2 separate regions of the Gasterosteus aculeatus genome follow, and region 2 is linked to region 1. The links are chromatin contacts, called in public Hi-C maps. All regions are on one chromosome and are shown on one strand. Each heading gives the region's core, a stretch centred on a gene start, on an enhancer-like site or on the middle of the called end of the contact. The rest is flanking DNA. Distances are from core to core; before and after follow the strand shown.

What was found. A called contact is a pair of places that touch in the nucleus more often than the background predicts.
Region 2: a contact with region 1 is called in a Hi-C map of skeletal muscle, with 3 times the contacts expected there. The contact joins the enhancer-like site here to the promoter of emilin1a in region 1. A contact is called at or near these places in 2 of 6 Hi-C or Micro-C datasets (both in skeletal muscle).

Annotation. Positions count from the first base shown.
Region 1 is chr18:1,097,326-1,103,049 of fGasAcu3.hap1.1, forward strand. emilin1a (elastin microfibril interfacer 1a) reads left to right here and starts at 3,832. Exons shown (of 12, transcript XM_040160242.2): 1 at 3,832-5,188. The coding sequence starts at 5,076.
Region 2 is chr18:1,179,581-1,185,899 of fGasAcu3.hap1.1, forward strand. LOC120808152 (polyunsaturated fatty acid lipoxygenase ALOX15B) reads left to right here. Exons shown (of 14, transcript XM_040160812.2): 8 at 1,699-1,899; 9 at 2,027-2,113; 10 at 2,214-2,383; 11 at 2,988-3,109; 12 at 3,250-3,350; 13 at 4,725-4,895; 14 at 5,018-5,379. The coding sequence ends at 5,197. cnstb (consortin, connexin sorting protein b) reads right to left here. Exons shown (of 11, transcript XM_040160813.2): 11 at 6,041-6,319. Among protein-coding and RNA genes, the nearest start is that of LOC120808152, 8.8 kb to the left of the region's middle. Within about 2 kb of position 2,116, at least 3 of the 9 cell types and tissues checked have open chromatin away from gene starts, as enhancers often do.

The DNA.
Region 1 (5,724 bases), core at 2,582-5,081:
CCTCCTTTAATTAGGGATAGGATTTAAAAACCTGAATTGGAAAAGTTTAGGCAGTAAGCAATGTGACAGTGGTGGCGGACCCATCAAACCAAGCCGGACTCTTCAGGCCTTCTAATCATTTGGGTCTCCAGCAGAGATCGCACGCTGAAAGCTTAAAACACAAACGGCCGTAGACTTAGTGTTGTGGTTTTACAGCTTACTCCTTCATTTTATAGCCTCTCTGAGGCGTTTTCCAACCACAGCGGCCAGCTGGGAATAAACATGAGTTCTGCTCATCACCAAACAGCGGCTAGCGGCTAGCTAACGGACACACATATTACTAATAAGCATGCGTCCCAGCTGTATTCATTAATACGACTGAAACAAACGTTTAGTTCATGCAAAGGAAACTACAAATAGTGTGTGTTTGGTTGAATGAGTGATGAGCTTAGAAGGAGCTGTTTACGTTTGGAGGCAGCCATGTTTCTGCAGCTCCTTAGCTGCTCACACAGAGAAGCTTCTGCAACATCACCGCTCACTCGGAGTTTGGAGAACCTGAAAAACAAAGGAGTAATGTTGCTTTATTTCTCCTCTTTGTTTGCTCATAGTCTCGTCATGTCCACTTTATAAGGTGAGAATACGTCAGACCAGCGTTCCAATAGTGGCCGACACATTTCTACATTTGGACCTGGCTAACCCTCTGAGAGTCCAACATATCTCAGCCAACGACGACACGTTGTAGAAATGGTGGCTGGTTTGTAAATGGTGGTAATCACATTTTATAGAAGGGAAAGTCATCAGTTTTATTGTGACCAGAAAACGGTTTAAGTGTTACCAGAAAATGTCTGAGCATTGCAGCTGACTTCAGCATAATAAACTAATGGTAAGGAGCTTTCATCATCCTAATAGCGCCGGCACGACTGGATCAGGGCCCAGGAGCTCTGTAAGTTAGTGAGGCATGCTAACATACTCGTCCCTGCCTCTGCATCATCAATCACAGAGCAGACGGTTAATGACCTTGTGTTCTGGGGGGGGGTCACTGCAGGATTGGGTTTACATTGCCCTTTTATAGAGGGCGCCATTATTATTCCCTCTCAAACTGCAACTTTTAACTTGCAACTGATGATTAGCCAAAACACACAGTGTCACATTTTTACTGTAACTCTTTGTGTGGCTTCAAGGCCGAATCCCTTTTAGCTGGAGGACCATAAAGGAGATATGGATCAGAAGCAGTGGCTCCTGCTGTGTGTGCACCGTCATGAAGCTACTCTGCGTGCACGGCGGGCTGCTCAGACTCCTGTATGTCTGGGCTCATGCATGCAGGACGTCTCGTAGGTTCATGCGTCCTCGGCATCTGAAGCTTCGGCAGGATCAAATCGGTGGGTGCAGCTCTGGAGACACCTCCCCCGAGGCTCCGCTCCTCTCTGTGCAGCCGGGCGTTCGCACCAGCGGAGGCATTTTAAAGGCTCCTTCAAAGTGCGAGATAACAACTGGGGGTCTGCCATAATAAGCAACGCAAACAAAACACGCTGGACCAAAGAATGTCAACATGGCAGCCGCGAAGCATCGGGAACATGCGGCGAGGAGACAACGCACAACGTGTCGATAAAGGCTGCAAGTGGTGGGAGTCGGTAAAAAAGGAACCCTATGGAAAGTCAGACGGACACACAAACTGTTTAGAGGAGTGAGGGTGTGAATTTGCTGTTGTTTGGGTCGCTGTGTGTGAGTTAATCCGGCCTCTTTATACAGGCAGAAAAACACGCTCCCCCTCGGCCGCCCAGGAATGTTAATCTACCAAAGGGCTTTGGTCAAGAGTCCGGTGGCCCGGGCCAGCGAACGCCACACAGCTGACCGGGTGCACCCAGTACACGCCGTCCCAGTGCCTCCTGGAGGAGGATCCAATCAGTTCAAAGCCACAGGGGGGAAAGACATGCAGTCCGACCACAGCGCGACCACGGAAACCGATGAACAGCCAACGATTCCAGACAAATGAAGACAAATAGCAGGAAGAGGAGCAGACGCCTCAGTTTCAGCCGGGCTGCAAAAAAACAGCTTCAGAAACATTTCAGAACCGATTGGATGGATCGACAAGAAACGTGTCACAAATATTCATGTTTCCCAACCGATGAAAACTATATTTAATTCTTACTCCGCCATGAACTCGACTTGTGTGTTAGGATCAAAAACAGTCTGCACAGATATCGGATGGACTGTTATGAAATTTGTTTCACACATTCGTGTGAACTGGATCAGATAGTAATAACTTAATAAGTAATAAAAAGGCCAAATAGCAGGGTGGTGTCAGTCCAACGGTAAGATCCAGACCAGGGGAAGGTGTCACAGTATCTTAACATTGGGATTAATAGCTTAATATCTTATAGCCCGTTCTTATTCACAGGGAGTCAAATACCAACACTTCGTCTCAGGATCCGATACCCGCACACAAGGCACGCTCCGGAGTCCGGAGGGGAGGTCGAGGGGTCAAACAAACACAGGACTCTCAACAAGGACGCCATGTGACCATGTCACAAACTTACGTGTCTTGCGTGTTATTTTGTTTGTCTAAAAAGCCAAACCAAAAACTCCACTTCAATAAGTGGGATGTTTCCTCCAGCACCCTGGTGTAGCTTAGCAGAGGCGTTAGCTTAGAACCATGTGGCGTTTCATAAAGGTTCTTTATACTGCACGCGTATCAGTTCGCTGGTGATGTGCGACCGACGTGCAGGCCGTCCCGTTCCATGAAGGGAAATGAAAATAGCTTCAAAGAGTCCTCCACAAACCCTCTCGGCGACCTCTGTGCTGATAAAATACGCGATTAGCACACAGAAGTTGAGTGAACTTCAGTGCGTTTGCAATGTGCGGATAAGCCGGCGTCGCCTGCCTCTAAATGACAAACTGCCTCAAAACGCTTTGATAATTCCAACTGCTGCTAATTTATGCATCTGGAAATTCGGCTCCATGGGGAGGAAGTAGTTTAGGGAAGGAATGTGACCGGGTGTGTCTCTGCGTATCTGTCCAGACAAATTGCCTTTTCAAGATTTATAGTAAACGAAAGGGGGGACGGGAGTCAACGCGAACACCACCCTGGTTCCCCCCCTAGAGCTCCTCTTGCATCTGGTTTGTGTCGTGCATCACGTGTCCCGGGAGGCCTCTGGTTTATTCTTGGCCTTATCACTTCTACCTCCCGCGCCAGCCACAGTTCACTGCAGAAGGTACAGTAGCCAAGAACGCAGCTTCTTTTAATGAGCCGTGAGTACAGTGGGCTGGCCATCAACAACATCGGTCACCACTTCCCGTTCTTCATGTGCTGAAGTGTTTATAAGGCCTTGTTTTGCACGGACTGAAACAAGTCACAGGTCAGTGTGCTCGGAATCCACTTACCAGAACTTTGTGCGTCTGCCAGATTTGATTTCAGACTTACTTCTTTGAACTGTCAAATAGATGATATATCTATAATATAATGGTGCAAACTTAAGGCACTGATGGAACAGATGAGCCACAAGCTGCCAGCTTCCACACTGGCGCTCTTCATTCCTTCACGTGAGTAACGGCATCCTGCCTGAGCGGGTACAGGCGGGATGTTTTCTGTAACGGCGTCATCCTCCTGTCCTCCCGCATCTTCAGGACGCCTGGCTACGCCCTCAGTGGGGGGGGTCAAAGAGTCGGCGACTCCCCACGGCGCCAACGGGAGGACTGCTGAGCGCTGCATTCCTCAGTCGTGTAAGGAAAAAAGGCATCAGGCGTAAATCATGGCCATGAGTTGTGCATCGATCACACCTCAACAACAGGATCCTTATCCAGTGGATAACGACAACATGTGTGTGTGCGTGTCCCAGGAGTCGGGCTGTTGGATGCCGTCCACTTGTCAGATTCGGATCAAAAGGGAGACGGGGAGGACAGCCGATTGACAGTAATTGTGAAGGAGGACGACGCTTCAGACATCGCTCTCTGTGTCATCAAGCACTTCCACTGAAAGGAGTTACATTTTGGATGAACGATTAACCAAATGCCAAACGGCCACCGACATAACATGGAGAACACGGCGAAACGATCACAAGGTCCACTCGCAATTCTGCAGTTCTTCATCAATTTTCAGTTTAACCTTTAACGTCAGGCCGTACCTTTCTATGGGAGGAGAAGCTTGAATTCAATACATTCAAGGGGTTTTGGTGCCTCAGCTCTAAGTGGTCTGGTGTGACGAGTGGCTGATGTTAGCAGGTTTAGTTAGATGTTCCTCTGGAGGGCACTTCCCTCGCCGTGTGGCCCCTTTTCCACCTCTAGTCGGTCAGTTTGCCAACGGTTGTGTCTTTAAAGCTCAAGATCAAGAACCTTATTCGATGCCGTGTTGTTCTGTAACTGCCAATCGTAGTCTGTGGGGCAACGCTGTGAGCCGCTTTATTTACCTCGTTCACCTGTTGAGTCCAAATGAACGCGGCGCTTTCAGATGGCGGCGGCCATCATCTCTAAAGGTGGTCACCTGATGCATCGTTTCTTTGTACTTATTCCACAGTTTATCCAAATGTTTTTACACGATCAACGCGTCTGTGAGTTTCCCGCGTTGCGTAACCCACCCACTGGCTTTCCACGCTCTCAGGTGGTCTCTCAACTCGTACTAAAGCTCACAGCTTCATTGTTCTTTAATTTATATCTACAAATGTACAACGTCTAGTAAACTCTCTGATGGTAACACGATAAGTTCTACTTGTTTTTCAAATTTTGGGGGTTTAAGTTTTGTGGAGTCTTTCTTTAGGACTCCACTTCATTATTTAGTCTTAATTGGGCTTAAAATACCAGCGAAGCAGCTAAAGTAGAAGAACTGAAATGATAAGTGGAAAACAGAGAACATGGAAGCTGCACTAAGGTAGAGCGAGGGAGAGAGAGAGAGAGAGAGAGAGAGAGAGAGAGAGAGAGAGAGAGAGAGAGAGAGAGAGAGAGAGCGAGAGAGAGAGAGAGAGCGAGAGAGAGAGAGAGAGCCTCTGTTGGCGCTGTGAGGAACCTCCGCTCCTCAGCCAGCAGAAGCCCGAGCAGCGCCTCGTCCCGTCATGGCTCTGCGTCCCTGAACGCCTCACGCGGACATCGGCGCTGTGGACGCGAGGATGGAGACGGCGCTTTACCTGCTCGCCTGCGCCTCGCTGGCCCGCGGGACTTGGGCTCTCGGGTACGCGGATCCCGGTGCTCATAGCGGGCAGAGAGCGGCCAGCAGACACCGGTAAGACCCGCGGGACGGGGACCAGCGGGGGGGGGGTCGTGAGGAGGTAAGGACCCCGGTGAGGGACGTCGGGTTCCTCAGAACAAGATGCGCTGCTTCTCTCAAGCTTCTATGATTACAAACCGAAAGTGTGTGTTTTGTTATTCTGGATAATTCTTCTTTTAAACAACCAAAATAATACTTTTTTTCCTACTTTTTTCCTAATAAACAATGATGATATGATCTCTCATATAAAATAACTATAACACTCAGCAAAAAGCCTCCTTTGACGTCATTGAAACCTTCACATTTCTTCTCTTTCAGAAGCGTTTAATTCATGGTTATTTTCAGAAGAAATGTCTTGTCGGTGGTTAGGTCCTGCAGGGCCCCTCCCTGGAGGATGTGTGTGTTAATGCAGAGTTGGGGGGCGGTGGGGGGGCAGAGCTGGACAGGATTTATCGCCCCAAGTGAACCGTGTTTTTTGGGGGCCAGGAGTTTGTCGTTCGTAGGGATATTCATCATTGCGGTGAACTGCATGCCTCAAGTCAAGGAAAGGT
Region 2 (6,319 bases), core at 866-3,365, 81 kb after region 1:
TGTGCCAATTACAGGGGTATCACACTACTCAGCCTCCCGGGTGAAGTCTACTCCATGGTGCTGGAAAGGAGGGTTCGGCCGATAGTCGAACCAAGGATTGAAGAGGAACAATGCGGTTTTCGTCCTGGTCGTGGAACAACGGACCAGCTCTTCACTCTTTCCAGGATCATAGAGGGGGCTTGGGAGTATGCTCATCCAGTCTACATGTGTTTTGTGGACTTGGAGAAGGCGTATGACCGGGTCCCCCGAGAGATACTTTGGGAGGTGCTGCGGGAGTACGGGGTGAGGTGGTCCTTGCTTGGGGCCATCCAATCCTTGTACGCCCAAAGCGAGAGCTGTGTTCGGGTGCTCGGCAGTAAGTCGAAGGCGTTTCCGGTGGGGGTTGGCCTTCGCCAGGGCTGCGCCTTGTCACCAATCTTGTTTGTGGTTTTCATGGACAGGATATCGAGGCGCAGTGGGGGGGAGGAGGGTCTACAGTTTGGGGGGCTGCGGATCTCATCACTGCTTTTTGCAGATGATGTGGTCCTGATGGCATCTTCCGTCTGTGACCTCCAACTCTCACTGGAGCGTTTCGCAGTCGAGTGTGAAGCGGTCGGGATGAGGATTAGCACCTCTAAATCTGAGGCCATGGTTCTCAGCAGGAAACCGATGGATTGCCTACTCCAGGTAGGGAATGTGTCCTTACCCCAAGTGAAGGAGTTCAAGTACCTCGGGGTCTTGTTCACGAGTGAGGGGAAATAGGAGTGTGAGTTTGGCCGGAGAATCGGAGCAGCGGGGGCGGTGTTGCACTCGCTTTACCGCACCGTTGTTACGAAAAGAGAGCGGAGCCGGAAGGCAAAGCTCTCGATCTACCGGTCAATCTTGGTTCCTACCCTCACCTATGGTCATGAAGGATGGGTCATGACCGAAAGAACTAGGTCACGGGTACAAGCGGCCGAAATGGGTTTCCTCAGGAGAGTGGCTGGCGTCTCCCTTAGGGATAGGGTGAGAAGCTCAGCCATTCGTGAGGAGCTCGGAGTAGAGCCGCTGCTCCTTTGCGTCGAAAGGAGCCAGTTGAGGTGGTTTGGGCATCTGGTGAGGATGCCCCCTGGGCGCCTCCCTAGGGAGGTGTTCCCGGCACGGCCAGCTGGGAAGAGGCCCCGGGGAAGACCAGGACCAGGTGGAGAGATTATATCTCTGCACTGGCCTGGGAACGCCTTGGGATCCCCCAGTCAGAGCTGGTAGATGTGGGAAAGGGAGGTTTGGGGTCCCCTGCTGGAGCTGTTGCCCCCGCGACCCGACCCCGGATAAGCGGTTGAAAATGGATGGATGGATGGCATCACGGAAGAACAAATCCATTGATGGAATTCAGGTAGTCAGCTGACCTCATACTGTTGCTGCCCATGCAGTAATTATCCAACAGGAGGCTCGTACCTATTTGCTTAGTTTAATCCAGGTGACCAGGCAGTGTATATGAATAGTGTGAATCAGAGAAAAGATTTTTCAAATATTGTCGTTGAAATTGCCATATTTCCTCCCTTTTCTCCTTGACAAAGGTATGATAATTTAGAGCATTGAAGGCTTCTTTTCTCAAGTTGACCGTGTGCTCTGACCTGGGATCTAAAGTAATGATGAATTTAGAGATCTGAAAGCAGAAATATTGACCACACGTGGTGATTGAAAAGATGGACGTAACCAGACCTCCTTTTTGCTCTGCAGCTGAAGCAAAGTCCCGCAGAAGATAATCCCATCTTCCTTCCCACTGACGGGTTTGACTGGTTGTTGGCCAAAGTCTTTGTGAGAAGTGCCGATTTCAACGAGCATCAACTCGGGACTCACCTGCTGCGCACTCATTTGCTGGCTGAAGTGTTCGCCGTGTCCCTGCTGCGCAACGTGCCCATGGTGCATCCGCTGTACAAGGTAACTGAGAGGGACAATCCTTCCTGTTTGTGTCTTCTAGTTCATGAATAATAATGTAAAGTATTCACCCTGCTAGGAGGCATGAAGATGTGTGCCCTGAAGTTAGTCATGTTTTCCTCTTTTTCAGCTCCTTGTACCTTACACTCGCTACACTATACAGATCAACCACCTCGCTCGAAACCTTCTAATATCTGAGTCTGGAGTTTTTCCAAAGGTACCAATACCTTAAGATATATATACAGTATTCTTATAATTCCAATGTCTCTTTCATTTTTCGTCTAACTTTAATCCTTACATATTTGAATGTCTCCTAGATTGCGGCTTCTGGGGGAGACGATATGAAGACCCTCCTGAAGAGATTGTGGTCTTCAGTGACCTACAGCTCCCTCTGCATTCCAGACGACATCGCTGAGCGTGGGCTGGAGGACGTGCCCAACTTCTACTACAGAGATGATGGACTCAAGCTTTGGGGTATCATCCACAGGTAGAACAGCTATCCTGTTATTGGAGAACAAGAGCTCTAAAGCTCAACGAAGAAGTGCATTGTAGTTTTCATGGGGGGCTTTTCACGGCCCGGTGGTTTGGGACCGTTGTCAAAGGATCAGTTAAGCTGTAAGATGCATAGTTTACCCCACCTGCTCCCCATTGCAAACTGTTTATTTCCCAGTCCATGATAAACTTTTAGGAGAAAATTGCATTATCTTGGAATATATGCTCCACAGCAGAGACCAGAGGCACTGCTGCAAGTTAGATTCATATTGCCTGTAAATATGACTACACAGTAAATGAGTGACTCACCTCTTGAGTGACGGATGACATTTTCTAAATGAACCGGCCTACGTGACTTTGAGGTCCACTGTGGGATTAGTGAGGGGACATTCCTGCCTTTCATCATGGAAGATGTCCTTTAAATAACAAATCATTGGTGCTGATGACACGCTAACGGCTAATTGCACCAAATTCTTTTAAGAAAAGGCACAACTGATCACTCTTAAGCAATGACCTTGAAAATGTCTTGGATAAGAATATTACTGCATTGTATAACAATTCAAATGAGGTTTAAGGAAAGTATCCACATTTTCTGAAAGGTTTGTGAACGACGTGCTGAGCTTCTACTACAAGAATGATGCTGAGGTCCAGAAGGACTCTGAGCTGCAGAAGTGGATTTCAGACATCTTTGAACATGGATTCCTTTCCCAAACCCAAACAGGTGAGCTGAACAACAAGCTCAATGTTGATGATGGAAAATATGCATATTTTAGAACCATAATATGATCATAATGCAGATAAAAGTCAAACTTATATTGTGTCATCTATACAACTTTAACATATATTCCCTCTTATTGTCAGGTATTCCCCAGAGTTTTACCACCGTGGCTGAATTGGTGAAGTTTGTCACCATGGTGATCTTCACTTGCTCAGGACAGCACTCGGCGGTGAACAGTGGACAGGTAAGGACTTTTCTATTTGCTTGGTGCTATTTTTGTGGAATGAATTTCATGAGGCTTTTACTGTTAGCGAGTTGAACATGAACAAGATTTGTCGGCCCGGCCATGGTAGCGGGACTGTGAGGCTTCACTTTGACACCGTGATGCTTTGAACAACAACTGCTATCGTTGTCCGGAGGTGGGGAAGGCAGGACTCAAACGCAGAATTTCAAAAACAAAGCGACTCTAATAGTAAAAAATTCCAAAAAATCTAAATTCCAAGGGGGGCAAAAACAGACGAGAACCAGCACCACTTCAACGTGGCCTTCTGGACATTCAACAATGACAAGGGACACACATGGCTTAAATACACTGGGAAGGTAAATGGTAAATCGACTGTACTTGTATAGCGCTTTTCTAGTCTTCCGACCACTCAAAGCGCTTTAACACTACATGACATCATTCACCCATTCACACCCCTTCATACACTGATGACAGGAGAACCACACACAGTGACACCTGCCATCAGTAACTACCATTCACACACTGTAGTCGCAGCTACAGGAGCAATGTTGGGTTAAGTGTCTTGCCCAAGGACACAACGACATGCGGGTTAGCCGGGCCTGGGATCGAACCCATAACCCTCTGATTGGAGGACGACCGTGCTCCCCACTCACCCACAGTCGCCCTAGGGTGCAGGTGATTGGACACAGGTGGAAACAATCATGACACGGCAGACAATCACAGGGGACGACAGGACAAGGCAGGAATGGTAAATGGTAAATGGACTGTACTTGTATAGCGCTTTTCTAGTCTTCTGACCACTCAAAGCGCTTTAACATTACATGACATCATTCACCCATTCACAGCCATTGATACAATGATGACAGGAGAACCACACACAGTGACACCTGCCCATCAGTAACTACCATTCACACACTGTAGTCGCAGCTACAGGAGCAATGTTGGGTTAAGTGTCTTGCCCAAGGACACATCGACATGCGGGTTACCCGGGGCTGGGATCAAACCCACAACCCTCTGATTGGAGGACGACCGTGCTCACCCACAGGAAGTGACGTTACCCAGGGAGACAAGGGGCAAGAAACTACAAAATTAAACAGGACATGAACCCAAACCGTGACAATCGGGCGTGAGGTGGCAACGCTACATACTGACTGTTAGAAGGTATAATGTTCACAATCGTCTTTAACCGTGTTTACATGCAAGCATCAAAGGTTTGTTTTAATTAATAAAAAAACCAAAGTACACATTAGGCCGATAGGAATGTCATTCCTTTTGAAGGTACGGGCTCGAGGAGAAAGTCATCTTCATGGGACCATGACTATCGTTTCACCAACGTTTCAAAGCGTATTCAGTTATTGCATTCATTGATCACAGTTTGACTACGGCGGCTGGATGCCCAACACTCCCAGCTCCCTACAACAACCTCCGCCCACCACAAAGGGGACAACAAGCGAGGCCACGCTGCTGCAGACATTACCTGATATCAACACGACGGTTACGGGAATGTCCACCTTGTGGCTGCTCAGCAAGCAGTCCACTGACATTGTAAGTACCCAAGTCTTTAATCAAATCAAAATGCATCTTCACGTTGTTTAAAGTATAAGTTGTTAAAGGTCAAAGGTCTGATTCAAAATTCACACTTTTTTTAAATGTATCATTGTCATCAGGTCACTCTTGGCCAGTACCCAGAGCAACACTTTGGAGAGAAACAACCCTGCGAGCTGATAAAGCGCTTTGAAGCAGAGCTTAAAGTGCTAACAGCTGAGATCAAAGCCAGAAACGTGGCTCTCAAGGTCCCCTACAGATACCTGGATCCACTGGTAGTGGAAAATAGTGTGAGCCTTTGAATATCAGGTGTGACCTCCTGGGGGTAGGGAAGGGAAGAACTGCATGTTCTGTCTTTTCGTGGAATGAAACGTGCATGTGTTTGTTGTATGCTGATCGATTTAACTTCTGACTTTACTGTTTTGTATCATCTTACATTTTCTTGGTTCTTCAATGAATAATAAACATTTATGTTCATAAGCAACCTTTTCCCATTCCTGTGTCTGGATGATGGACATCACTGCTGCTAAGCTCTGTGAACCTTCCCTCATATTCAACCTCCCCTGGTTGTCCAGGCACAAGGAAACAGGTTTTTACTGCAAAAAAGTGGGTTCATCTTCCCAAACATTTTAGAACAGGTAATATTTACCAAAAAAATCAATTAACAGTTGGTATGGTCCATGGCTCAGGCCTCTTGCATAAATGCGACTCCACCTTCAGACCCGTGTTTTGGCCAAGCAGGAAGGGAGCTCAGCAACCAGGTAACTGGCCACCACGCAGTCCCATCTAGACCTTTGTGGTGGGAGGGAACCTCTGAGGAGGCGACTCAACACTGCTCCCTCCCACTACAGAGGTTAAACTGGAACAGAAGCCTGAAGGTTCTCCTCTAATCAAAGTATTAAAGTGAACCATGGTTCAGGGCGTTAAATGGTCCACACTTTCCTTTCCAGAGATCTCCACCCACGCTGCCGCTGTGAGTCTGGTGTCCCTCAGGAGACGGTGGAGGCTCCTTTCATGGTGCGCAGTGACACCGTGGGGCCACACTGAGCTACTACATCATCGTGTAGAAGAGAACCGTCAAACAAGCCAAATATGCTTAAATGGATTAAATGGTAAGGAGCAAAAAGAAAACACAATGCCAGATGTTCCTGCAAATGTATTAAATGTATTGACCCTTTTGGGCAAAAGTGAACATACATAGAAACAAACAGAAGGAACATTTATCACTTTGCAAACTATTGGGAGTTTAGAAGGAGAAAGTCTCAAAGTGTTGAAATGTTTCTTGTCCCAGACAGGAAACACAACTGTTGGTCCACAAAGCATCAATACGAAGACAGCATCACGTCCACTGGATGATCCCACAGCCCCAAACGAAGGCTCACTTTAAAACTAAGTGCAGATAAAATGATTAACTTCATCTTCCT